Linked DNA regions of Mus musculus: region 2 is linked to region 1. A link is a contact called in public HiChIP or PLAC-seq data. All regions are on one chromosome and are shown on one strand. The core of a region is the stretch at or near the end of the contact, and the rest is flanking DNA. Distances in the headings are between cores, read along the strand shown.

Region 1 (3,562 bases), core at 672-3,171:
CGCCTAAGAGGCTTCTTTGGCCCGAATTCGTTTGTGCCTCGCCATTGTAAAATGTACATTTCGTTTTTCAAGATTATTTTAGTTGTAATCGTAAAGTAGAAATTCGGCCTCGTCTCTGCTGGGAATTGTTTTTGAAAGGGCACCTTGTAAATCTCTCATCGCTCCCGGGGCATATTGGCTGTCCGAACAAAATGGGGGTTGATCTTCCTGGTTGGGAAGCATCCGAAAGGCAACTGGCTGGCCGGACCACTGAGAAATAGGCTTTCTTTCTAAACTACAAGAAAAGTTCGGAAAATCGCGCTAGCCGCTTTGCTTCTGCACAGTTGGAGGCCAACCTTTTAAAGGAGTCTGGTCTGGTCTGTTTTGCCAGAGACTGGATAATTCAGGGTTCTTGGAAATTGCTCTATCCAGAAGATAGCAGGGCAGCAGGGGGCTGCCTTCCAAAAACCAGTGCCCGCCTCGCAATTTGCTAGCGGCCTCAAGTTTAAGCAGCCCGACCTTTCCGTTAAACCAAGGAAAAGTGATCATTCGGAAGGACAGACAGGCCAATACTCCTGTGGAGAATTAAATTTAAACACACACCCCCATCTGACACCCACTGGGACAGGAGATCGGAGAGCACCATTTATTTTAAGCTCTGGGACACTGTTCCTTTAACTCTCCCTTATGTAACACGGGAAGAAAAGTGCTTTTCTTTCGGCTCAAATGAAAAGTTTGGCAACTTACGAAAGTAAAGGCAAACACCGTTTCGGAAGCCAGAATTTATGTCAACTTAGTATTTCTTAGCCCCGATTCCTATGGTCCCTACACACTCCATTAAGAGACCTCTCTGCTCTGCTGATGTCTATTGTTTGTTGGGATGTTTTTGATCGACTCCGCTAGGTTTAACCGGTTCCTTTTGGCAAAGTCTAGGGCAACTATCTCTGCTCTGCCAAAGAGGGAGAAGGAAGGTCTTCTGGGCCCAAGGGAAAGCTCTTGCGGCGCTCAGGCGAGGCCGGCCGCCAGGTTAGGGCAGTGTTAGTAAAGCGGCCCTGGCTGAGGGGGCCCGGCGGGCCTGCCCTGTCGCACTGGAGGAGCCTGGCGGTTTTGCCCGGGACCTCCAGAGCCTGCCGCGGTCTCAGGCCTTCTCTGGAGGCTTCTCTCCACTAGCGCGCAACCCGCTTTTCGACTCCGGTCTCCAACCTCCCAAGACCACAGTGGTCACTGCCTGGGCCTCTGGGCACTCCCGAGTCCCCAGGGAAAGAGGTCTCCGCCACCGGATTCCCTCTGCAGGACCCTTCTCGTTCCTTTCCCAGACACTGCCTGCGGATCCTCTGTTTCTCTGTTGGGCCAGCCGCTCCCGATGTCCCCAGGCGCGGTGATCTCCCGTGGGTGCGGGCCAGGAGGACGCGCGGGAGGCGGGAGCACTCACCATCTGCGAGAAGAGGCTGAGGTCCGCGGCATAGGGCAAGAAGGCGCTGTAGTTGGGTGCGCCCGCGTACGGTCCCGCCGCGGCATACATGCCTAGCACCGAGGTGACCGCGGCCGCTCCCGCGCCCGCTCCCAGCTCCGCAGTCCCGGGACGGCCCGACGAGGCGGCGGCCGCAGCAGCCGCGGCCGCAGCCAGCACCCCAGGGCGCTCTCCACCATAGGCGCCCGGGCCCGCGGCGCTTAGGTATTGCGGGTAGCCCAGCTGCGGGAAGGACATGTCCGCGGGCTCGGTGGTGGCGGAGGGCAACACTAACTGCGCGGGCAAGAAGACCGGCTGGCGATCCGAGGAGGCGCGACTCGGGGGCTGCGGGCCGCGGGCCGGGCGCGCTCCGGCCGGCCCGGGGGCGGGGGCCGCTCGCTGTTCCTCGGCCCAGTGCTCGCTGGCGGCGCCCGGCTCCCGGCTGCGCCCGTATCCGAGATCGCGCGCCGACTGCGGCGGCCGCCCTCCGCTCGGCGGCGGGGCTCTCAGACACAATTTGAAGTTGATGCTTTGATTGGCATCCCCTTGAGCACAGGCCCCGCCCCTGGCTCCCCTCCCGCCCCCTCCCTGCCTCCAGCCCGCCCTCGCTGGCCGCTCCCGCCCCTCACGGCGAGCACGTGGTGCCCCGCGCCCGCCGGGCCACCTCCTCCTCCGGTGGGCGCGCACGGCCCGTCTGCTGGTGTGGGTCCGGAGGCCGCAGGCTCCTTCCCAACCAGCCCCCGCGGCTTTTGACAACCTGTCGACACCGGTTTACAGCTGTCTGACACCCGGTTTTGCAACGGAGATCTGTTCCCCCATCCCCTTTTAACAAAAGCAACTCGGGGATTGCGTTTCTACAGCTGGGGTGGCAGGGAAAGAGGCCTGGGGCCAGGGGACAGTCTATAGCGAACAGCCTTTCCTCTGTGGCTGGCTCTGCAGCACCTCCATGGGACATATTTGGCTGAAGTGTTCAGATAAATCTACGCGTGGCTTGACACCTCGGATACAGGGTGCGTCGTCTCTCTGGCCCCACTTGGTATCAACAGATACTCTGGAAATTGCTGCCCCCCCCCCCTTGCACTTGGAGAATCGGGTTGTGGCCGGCCGCGCTCTGTCAGCTTCTCCAAATATAAAAACTTTTAAAATGGGCAAGCCAGCTGAGAGGTCGCTGCCTAGCGGAGGAGAGCTCCTAGAGGGTGGGGGAAAGAATTGTAGGAGGGGAAGGACCTTCGCAAGGTAAAAGAACTGGCAAATCTTGCCCACAGTCATCTACCACCCTCTTCCAGTTTGGGAGAAGCCTGAAAGGCCTGGGCTCCTGCGTTTGTCCACTAGGTGTGCAGACGCGGAGAGTCAACACGAGTGGAGCTCAGGTACCTGAGGTGGCGCTGCGACTAGCCAGTCCAACAGGACAGGACAGCCGCCAGTCCCCTGTCTTTGAGTCTCCCACGACACCCCCCCCCCCCATCCCCGCCCAATTCCTATCTCAAACGCTGGGAAAATAAGAACCAGGCAATTTGAAAGCCAGGGGCCTGGCTGCTCTGTTCTCAGGGCAGACTTGAAATGCTCATTCCTCTCTCCTCTCTCAATCAGTGCGGCTGACCAGAGAAAGATGCTTCTGCTCATGGTGCCCTAGATTGGTATTGGAAGTGCAGAACCAAAATGTCCAGAGACTCCTAGTGCCTCGTTTCTTGCTGCTGTCTATAATGTGGCAGAGGCTTGAGTGTGTCACATCACACGGTGCTGGTGGAGCTTCACCTTCAGGGTCTAATTTCAGACTCAGAGAATTAAGGGGTACAGTGACAGGTTTGACAGAGAGCCCCAACATGCATACTGGAATGCTGCTGTCCAGGGCCATTGGGACCCTGGACACCAGCTAAGGCACACTTGCTTGCCTGGTGTCTCCTGCAACATCAGGAAGTCCTCACTTATAGGTCTTGAAATCAGATACTAAACCTTGCCTGTAATTAGGCACAATACAGCTCTTAAAAGTAGTTACTAATTACTAGTGGGAAAATCAGGTAATCTTCATTTTCTCTGCTCTGGGTTGGATCTTCTCACTTAATCAGGCTGTTTCCTCCATCTGACCCTGCCTACTTCATGACCCCAACACCCCTTGGAATGTCAGGACCTGCT
Region 2 (3,598 bases), core at 290-2,789, 110 kb after region 1:
TCAGCACTGGGCTGGTAAAGATAAATGAGTTCCTGAAACTTGATGACTAACCTTTCTAGACAACCATTTAGCTCTGGATTCTGTGTGACCCTGCTTTAAGCTATACAAAGAAAGAAAGAACACAAAGGAATTGAGGAAACCATCTGACATCAACCTCTCTGAGCTCCACATACAAATAGTAAACAGAGCAAGTCCCCTTTGTTGACAGTTGTCAGCATACATTGAATATCTCACATTACAGTGAGGCAAAACATCTCTTTCGAGTGATTCTGGTGTGTGTCTGCATAACAACTCTTTCAAAGGAAGATGGTTTTGCTTGAAATGAAAAATTTATCTGAAGGTGAAATGAGAGGATTGTATCCACTGTCTCAGAATTCTTATTCTCTTGACGGGAAAGTGAAAAATGTTTTTTTCTTCATTTTTAATTTCTTCTCCACTTTTGGTCCACCAGGGATCTCTCAGATGCAGGATAAAGTGTTACTATTCCACAGAAGGCGAGTAGAAAGGACGGATGCTTGGCTCTCAGCTGCCAATGCCGTGTGGAAGTATTTCCCAGAGTGCCAACAAAAGGTTTTTCTTTTTACCAAAAAGTGAAGAAACTTCAGTTATCTTGCAAAAATCAAAGGGATATTGGGACTTGTCTGTCACTCAAAAGGAGCTGCAGGAATTGGATATCCAGGGCAGCAGCTTTAAATAACTCATTCTACCCCACTGTACTCGTGCATATCCGCCAGATGCAGGGGCTGGCTGGTTCTTCCACTGCTCCCTGGAGTGACCTGGGGCCACGTGCAAAGCTTGTGATGGCAGCGAGTCCAAGCTTGGAAGTTGTGGATACTTTGCTGTGATTTTCATTCTGGGTTGGTGGTAGAAAAGTTCACTCTATTGGCTGCCCCTGTCCAGGTGAGGAAGCAGTTGTTACATGTTCAATGAAGAAGGAAGCTATACTTGCATGGAAATTGGGCGAGGCTGTTTTGGGGATGAGTCCTAACAACCCCATTCTTCTCTCATTGAGTGGCAGCCTCAGATCAGCCCCCCCCCCCAAAGTGACATCATAGCTAGGAAGTTTTTTATGACTTACTGGAATCTCTAAGGCAAGCCAGCAAGCACCAAGTAATCAGTTATGGCCCCCATCAGAATAGAGCACAGACTTTGGCATGGACAGAATTTCACACCAGGGATTCTTGCTGGGTTATGAGTCGCACTGTAAAATCTGACAGGCTGAGATGAAGCCCACAAACTATGGCTGAATTGTTTTGGAACCTTCCTGAAGCCCACAAACAAACTATGGCTGGGTTGTTTTGGAACCTTCCTGATAAGGTTGTGTTGGCTGTGTTTTTACTGTTCTGAGTTGCCAACCACAGAGCAGCTGCCTGGAGAGACAATATCACGGAACTGGTTAGGATTTTCCCGGACTCTTCCTGGCAGTGATAAGGAAGTGTTGCCTTAAGTGTTGCTTCTGGTTTACCCACCACCTTTTTCAGAGCCTTGAGCTCTGTGAGGTCATGCCCTGTTACTTACTCATGGGAAGTAGCCCATGGGAAGATGTGGTTCCTGCAGGTCCCTACTATAGTGGACAGCACATGTGTGAAACCGGAAGGTGACCTCCACACCCTAGCAGTTTCCAAAAAACATCCATTGCGTGAGTCAGCTCTCCATCCTAATGGCAGAGTCTAACTAAAGACAAAGACAAGGAGCAAGGGTTTCCTTTGGCCACAGTTTCTAGGACTAAAGTCTTATTGGTTTTAGGCAGCGGAGAAACAATACATCAAGGGAGAGTGGCAGAAGAAGATGGAACAGAGACAGAGGTAGGCAAAGCCGGGCTTCCACAATCTTCTTCAAGAACATTACCCCAGTGTCCTATCTTTATTTAAATATTACTCACCAGATATTTATCGACAATCATTTGTTTCTGGTTAGGCAAATTCAGGATGAAGTGAGACAGACACACAGCCTGTGGTCTGCATGCTTATGTTACCATCTGACTCATGCCAGGGTGTCTGGCTGCTGTTGCATCCCATGGTGGGCTGTACCGAAAAAAATCAAGTATTGATGGAATGTCATGAGAGACCTCGCCCACTAGTCAGAAGTACAGCATGGAGGGTAGAGGCCAAGAGCTGTGCTTGGTGCTTGTTTTCTCAAGGTTGTAAAGTCATAAAGCTTCACAGTTGAGTGGCTGCCTCACCCTACCCCCATCCGGAAAGTACCACAGAGAGATGTCCAGGAAGAGAGAAGGAGGCTGCCCAGGCTTGTTGGTAGGCCAAGTAGTGTCTGCTGGTGGGCAGTGGCAGGACCATGGAGCCTAAGCAAAGGGCAGCATTCCTTACTTCAAGGAAGGTTCCTGGATACAGGGAAAAGCTAAGTGTGGGTGTTGATGCTTGCAAGCAGTTACTGAAACCTGGAAGCCTGTATGCTCCCTTCCTTCTCGGGGATCCTGCTCAGGTCCATTCTGCCATGTCTGTCTCCACTTGAGTCTCAGGCGTGTAGTCACGTTGGGATCTTACCTAGAGAAGTGGTTCTAACACCCACAGAGATACCTTCCTCTCTCACTAGAAAAGAGGTCTTAAGTACCACAAATACATCTCCTCCCACATGGAAAGCTATGATACTTCCCCTCCCCCGCGGTTCATTCATCAATATTTCTGTTCTTAAGGGTGTCTCAGCAACTCATACCCCAGACAATAGCTTCTTTCTTTCTTCCCCCTCTCTGTTTCTCTCTCTAGTCCTTGTACTGGTCCAGTGCTAGCAGGTATTCTGCCATATTTGGTCTCTGATAGCACTCAGGTATTGATATTGCCCTTCTTCTGCATGAGAACAATGTGTTATGTTTCCTAAATTCTGTGGGTAATCTGCTCTGCAGATGCCTATGAAAGCATGCTGTCACTCATTCACAAAACCTGGTCTTACTACAGGGTACTGTAACTTCACAAGGTCACCGAGGTCATGGAGGAAGCACACCGTGCTTCTAGTTGAACCAATATGCCCTGCCGAAGGTTATCTCCTGTGATTCTGGTTGGTAGAAGAAAGGCCTCTGTCATCATTTTGTAGGTGATCTTTCTTTTTCTTCTTCCCTATATGGGGCCAGCTGCTTTCTTTCCAGTGAGCCTCACTCTATTAGCTTTTCTTTATTGTGTCTTGGCTAAGAACAAGAATGCATCAGGCACAGACTCTGCATGCCTTGGTTCATGTCTGTAGCCTTATTTTCTGAGGTCTTTGCTCTGGGCACTGTAATTGGAAAGGCACTTACCACTCCGATTTATAACCATTATTAATTTGAACTTCACGTACTGTGTATGAGCCTGGGAAGTCCCCGATCATTATCAATATTCTAACACCCACAGAAAAATTAGTCAGGCACCTTCTGTCTATAAATCCTCTGCTTGAGGAGATATCTGTTGCCAGCAAAGATGATCAGGATGTAATGGAAGCGTTTAATGTAGAAAATGTTGTTCTATTTCTCTTCTTGATAGGACCAGACAACCAGGGTGTCAGAGTGGGGGGCAGCAGAGCTACGGAGGAAGGCTGCTCAGGAAAAGCAATACATTTGCCAGGCTGATCGATACGAAGATTAACTTAACCAAGCGGAAGGCTTATCAATCTT

Evidence for each region. HiChIP or PLAC-seq counts read pairs in DNA pulled down with a chosen protein or histone mark.
Region 2: an H3K27ac HiChIP or PLAC-seq map of embryonic fibroblasts shows a contact between it and region 1, with 2.2 times the contacts expected there. The contact joins the enhancer-like site here to the promoter of Irx1 in region 1. A contact is called at or near these places in 3 of 484 Hi-C or Micro-C datasets (adipose-derived mesenchymal stem cells, embryonic fibroblasts and uterus), 2 of 115 datasets of contacts at active chromatin or transcription factors (the SCID.adh cell line and embryonic fibroblasts) and 1 of 9 other capture datasets (adipose tissue).

Annotation. Positions count from the first base shown.
Region 1 is chr13:71,961,802-71,965,363 of GRCm38.p6, forward strand. It overlaps Irx1 (Iroquois homeobox 1), which reads right to left and starts at 1,922. Exons shown (of 4, transcript NM_010573.2): 1 at 1,412-1,922. The coding sequence starts at 1,687.
Region 2 is chr13:72,075,477-72,079,074 of GRCm38.p6, forward strand. No RefSeq gene overlaps it. Among named protein-coding and RNA genes, the nearest start is that of Irx1, 110 kb to the left of the region's middle. Within about 2 kb of position 1,540, at least 13 of the 459 cell types and tissues checked have an H3K27ac peak or open chromatin away from gene starts, as enhancers often do. A contact at or near this core is called in embryonic fibroblasts, where this site is marked.